2 separate regions of the Zea mays genome follow, and region 1 is linked to region 2. The links are chromatin contacts, called in public Hi-C maps. All regions are on one chromosome and are shown on one strand. The core of a region is the stretch at or near the end of the contact, and the rest is flanking DNA. Distances in the headings are between cores, read along the strand shown.

The links. Hi-C and Micro-C count contacts between places; a contact is called where the count stands out from the background.
Region 1: a contact with region 2 is called in a Hi-C map of ear, with 3 times the contacts expected there. The contact joins the promoter of LOC100283351 here to the enhancer-like site in region 2. A contact is called at or near these places in 2 of 25 Hi-C or Micro-C datasets (ear and leaf).

What each region holds. Positions count from the first base shown.
Region 1 is chr5:26,933,707-26,936,406 of Zm-B73-REFERENCE-NAM-5.0, forward strand. LOC100283351 (succinate dehydrogenase subunit 3) reads left to right here and starts at 1,297. Exons shown (of 4, transcript NM_001156252.2): 1 at 1,297-1,407; 2 at 1,634-1,684; 3 at 2,060-2,134. The coding sequence starts at 2,071.
Region 2 is chr5:26,818,296-26,820,995 of Zm-B73-REFERENCE-NAM-5.0, forward strand. It overlaps LOC103626142 (KH domain-containing protein HEN4), which reads left to right. Exons shown (of 8, transcript XM_035958980.1): 6 at 89-144; 7 at 227-320; 8 at 468-972. The coding sequence ends at 653. Among protein-coding and RNA genes, the nearest start is that of LOC103626142, 10 kb to the left of the region's middle. Within about 2 kb of position 1,431, at least 16 of the 20 cell types and tissues checked have an H3K27ac peak or open chromatin away from gene starts, as enhancers often do. A contact at or near this core is called in ear and leaf, where this site is marked.

The sequences.
Region 1 (2,700 bases), core at 47-2,546, 120 kb after region 2:
CACAATCAATGCAGATAACGTTTGGGAGCAAACTCAAATCTATATGAGCAAGGGAACTTTTAGAGAGAGGAAAGAGGGGGAACAAATAAAGTGAAGATCAACAAGTGAACACGGTGATTTATTTACTGAGGTTCAGTTCCAAAGAACCTAGTTCCCATTGAGGAGGCCACAAAGGTCGGGTCTATTCCAACTCTTTCCCTCTCTCAATCGGTCACTCAGACCGGTCGAGTGCTTTTTCTCAATCTCACGGGTCACCAAGACCCCGCAAGGATCACCACACAATTAGGTGTCTCTTGCAAGCTTTACAAAACACTTATAGAGTTTAGAGAGAGATGAGGAAAGCACAATTAAGAAAGCCAAGCAACAAGAGCAACAAATGAAACACGAATCACACTCTCTCAAGTCACTAATCACTAATGATCATTTGTCTCAATTATGGAATTTGGAGAGATTAGAAGCTTTGAATGTGTCTTGGAATGAATTGCTAACTCTTGTATTGAATGTGTATGAGTGGAATGCTTGGATGTAGTGGATGGAGGTGGTTGGGGTTGTATTTATAGCCCCCAACCACTTTCTAGCCATTGCTCCAATCCTGCCGACCACGGATGGTTCGTGCCCCTGGTCCGGACGGTCCGCCCCTGCACATCAACGACTGAAATCGCAGCGGTCAGCAGTAACGGCTATATCAACGACTATAGAGCATTTAATGCGTCATCAGATGTCAGATAAAACAGTCGCGGACGGTCTGGCCGTGCACCCCGGACGGTCCGCGAGGACGCAAAAAAATGAATTTTACCGAACCCGTCACCTTCGGGGTTTTCTGGTTTTACAACGACTGGACGGTCCGCGCCTTAGGCCGGACGGTCTGCGCTTGGTCTCGGACGGTGCTCGCTTCTCCATCGGACGGTCCGTAGTGTTAACTTGTGTTTTTGCAATGTTCCTGTCCGAGGCTCACCCTGGTGTCGCGGACGGTCCGCTGCAATGGCCTGATGATCCGCGCATAGGTGTTTTTCCAAAAAACTTCTCTTGTCCGAAATGATCAACTAGGTAAACTAGTTAGTCCATAAGGTTTGTGATGGTTGTCGAACACCAAAATCGATTATAGGTAATATTAAGGTCATTTACCTTTCAATCTCCTTATTTTTATTTTTGTGATTGATGCTAACACAAACCAAAAGCAAATACAAAATGTAAAAATGTAACTAATTTGCAATTTTGACAGATATGTACAAGTTACTTTGAATTTAAACCAATTGAAAGTATTTTTAAGTATGTATGATTGCTTTCTTTTAGTTTAACATTTTGGACTACAATTGCATCACCACACTCACCGCACCACCGACCACTGCCTCCGTACGCGTCCCTCTGGCGGAAAATCGGTCCTAGTGCCGAGCTCGTTTTGTTTGGGTGAGTAATGCGGATCGCCTCTCCTGATCGGATTCCGATGGATTTTAGGCGGATCGTGGTGCACAGACACGGATATGTTCGCGGATCGATCGGGCGCGCACCCTGACTCACGACTGGGCGCACACATATTCCTCCAATTTTTTTTTCTGCGCATGGAAACTAGGGTTGGCCCTCTGCCGGCTGCCCAGATCCTCTCTTTCTTGACCTCTTCTTCCGCTTCCTGCAGATCTTCTGTATATCTATTAAGGAGGCTTCTCCATCTCCTCGGAGCAGCAAGGTAAACCCCGCTCGAATTTATGTTTATATTCCTCCAATTTATAAGTAAAGTGCCTAGAAATTTCAATATGTTACAATGCCCAAATTTATGTTTTCTATGCTATCAGATGTAGCCTTTTTAGCTCTGTGCATAGTCACAATGGTTAGCGTTGAGATTGACTAGGGTCTAGGAATTTGCTGAAATGCATTACTTGGGTTTGTTCTAAACCTTTAAGGCACCAAGTTCATTATAATCAATTGATTTTGATATTCTCCAATTTAATTGATATCAGTTAATCTTTCTATGTTGAGCTTTGCAAAATTTGTATTCAAATTTTTTTTACCGAAATCGTGATTTTGTGCTGATGCTAATCCATGATTATTGGTTATTGTGCAGGCTGTGCAGCAATGGAGAAGTATAACAGCAACACTCAATTTGCACCATTGAGAGAGACTCCGTTTGCCCTCCGTGGTAAGAACTGCTCCGGTTTGTTATATGCTTTCTTTCATGTATTTTCAAGACAACAATCAATATGACACTGAAACCCATTAGGAGATAGGTGTAGCACACTGTAATCACCCCAACTACTGCAACTACGCTATGTTGTTCAGGATTTGCTGTAATGTGAGGCTGGAAATGACACTAACATTTCATTCTGGAAGCTTAGGGGCTTATGTTAAGATGTGTAGCAGTATATCATTATTTGTGTTCTGGTCCGTCATATCATTAGCATAGCACAAAGGGATGCCAATAGTGGCCATATCTCAGATCATTTTACAACATGTAGTTGGTAAGGTACTCTTCCTTACCTGGAGGCAGATGTCTACACTCTAAAGGGATGCCTCGCAGCATTAATCAGTTCATTTATATACGTTATTTTCATTTTGATTTTAGATGCATAGTTCGATATACATATCTGAATGGACTAGTCATGTTTCTTTATATACGCTTTGGTGAAATGCACTTAGACGTCCGCCATATTATTATTACTGAATACTCTTCTTTTTTTCTGGTTAGAGTGTCTCCAAGAGCTGCTT
Region 2 (2,700 bases), core at 181-2,680:
TTTAGTTTCAATCGGTTTTTCTTGATATTATCTATGCCTACCAGAACATCTCATATTCTGTATATATTTAAATTTTATCATTGCACAGGCTGCTGGACAAATTCATGGACTGGAGGACTATAGAGGACTGCCAAGTGCTTCTGGGTATGACTTTGGAGGCCTTACTTCCTGAACATAATTTTAATTTTACCTATACAGATTTCATTGAAAATACCTTTTCTGGCAGAAGGTTCTCGAGCACTATTGAACTAAGGATTCCAAATAGTTCTTTGGAGTCTATTGTTGGTGTTGGCGGGGTCAATTTAGCAGAGATACGTCAGGTATAGAAGTTATTTATTCCATGGACACTGCTATATGAAATGCATTCCCCTGTTATGATTAGTTTTTCTCTTCCATGGGCAACTGCTATATGAAATGTGTCCTTATGACATAATAGATTTTCTCACTAATGTTCTACTTGACACCAGATTTCTGGTGCAAGACTGAGGCTACATGAGGCTCATGCTGGTTCTTCTGAGTCTGTGGTGGAGATCCAGGGCACACTGGACCAAGCAAAAGCTGCGCAGAGCCTCCTGGAGGGCTTTATCAGCGCGAACAGCAGGCAGCAGCAATCCCATTCTTCTCGCATGCCACTTTACCCAAGATGGGGATAGCTTCTGGTTGTGGCAGGGGAAAACCGAGTCAGCAGGGTTGGCTGGAGTTATCTCAGACTGCAGATTAGATGCATCGATGATGTTAATGGTAGCTGTTTAAATTGACCGTGCAAGCATGATAACTTATATTATGCCATAGGACAAGTAATGCTGATTCTCTCATGAAATACTAAGTGACAAGCTGTCTCTGTAGTTGTATTTGTTTCTGAATGTTTGAACCCTACTGTTACAACGGCTGCTATTTTAGGTCAGATTTCAGAGGCCGGATAATTATGTTATCTGCAGAGTTGGGCCAAAAAAAAAAGCTCAATCTGGTTGAGACTGGCTTCACCCATGCCGTTTCATTTTTAGAAGTTACAGCATCTCTGCAAAATATATGGGTAAGGCCTCTTGGAACGCATGAATTTCATAGAAATCAGTTTATTTTCTCAGAAAAAACATGGGAAACAGGGGAAAAAAATCCCACGTTCCAAGAGGCCTAAAGTTTGTGTCTGTTTAGATCCTGATAATATGGGAGCTACCAACATTTGATCTGTCCTTTTATAAGTACTCTTTGTACCAAAATGTTTTATAAGTACCCACCGTACCAAATTGCAAGTCACTTTAGCTCTTTTACGTGCACAACTTTTGCTATACATATAAATATATACATATATGGTGACACTATTCATTATTCATCATCTAGGGTGACCAGAGATCCATCGTCTAAACCAGCCCATCGAACCATCTTCGCGTGCTAGCCCACCCAAGTCAACCCGGCGCTATCTTTGTGTGCTAGCCCACCCAAAGTAATTAATTTTCGGTGGTACCCTAGCTCATGTCCTGCTCGACCATGCCCTCCCTCCCGCTCCCTGCTCGGCCACACCCTTAGGGCCATCTTCAGAAATGAACTCGGATTCATTTCAGCTCATCAAAATTTATATAAATTAGAGAAATAATCTGGCTAGGAACCATTTCAGGGCTCCAATCCGTGAAAAGCGAACATGGCCTTACTTGTCATCAATTTCTCCTACTCAGCCGTCGTTTTTTTATGTAATGGCAGGAGCTCTGCCTTTTCATTAAGAAGAAGATTAGAATTGACCCAGTTTTAAGAAAAATCGGGCCCGAAACCTACACAGGGAGCCCAAATAACACAAGCAGCGGCAACCCCACACACAAAGCACATCTAGAGTCATCGTTGCCGAGCTCAACGCAAGGTACGAGCAGCTCCGACTTCGCCAGACAGGCCGCACACGGCCAAAAGAACATGACGACTCCTACACCTTAAACCTGACACAGAAGGAGGACTGTGATGCGCCATCGTTGCCCGGCCTCAAGACACCCACACTCTAGGCAGCTCCGATTCTTCACCAGCGATCATGATCCAACACCCACCTTCGGTTTTTGCCTGACCTCCAAAACAATCCAGACCAGAGGAAGGGGGTTCGCCTCATGTCATCGTTGCCGAGCCACTTCCCCTAACGTGGTAGCTTCGACTTCACGTTGCAAACCCCACCTCCACCCACAATCCAGACGCTGGGAAGCGAAAGCATCAACCGAAGGCAACGCTGAGGCCGAGACGAGCGCAAGACGCCTTCAGGAAGGGAGTGACGTCCAGGAAGCCACCGTCACATATCCAAGATGGACTGGGCTTTCGCCCATGAAAGACGCAACAATGCGACATCCTCAACAGGGGGAAGTGGTGCCCTCGGGTGTCACCGTCGCCGAGACTTTCGCCCAAGATGCCCTCCATCACTCGAAAGGCCAGGACCCCAGGTCAAAGCTTGCAGCCACCACTGTCACCATCGCCTTGGCTTCCGCGTAAACCCCTCCAGAGGGCACCGACGTGCTGGCTACCGCAGCAGCCGCAGAGCTACGTCGGCTGACATCCCCTCCGGCTAGGCACACGGAACCAGGAACACCTTGCCGTGTGCGCCACACGTGCTGCCACTGAAACCGCGTTGAGAGCATCACCTTCTCAACTGCCACTCGCACGCAGCATGCCCCTAGCTCCAACCTCTGTAGGCCGCCACATCCCAGAATGGCCAGAGACAGTGGCGCACAGCCA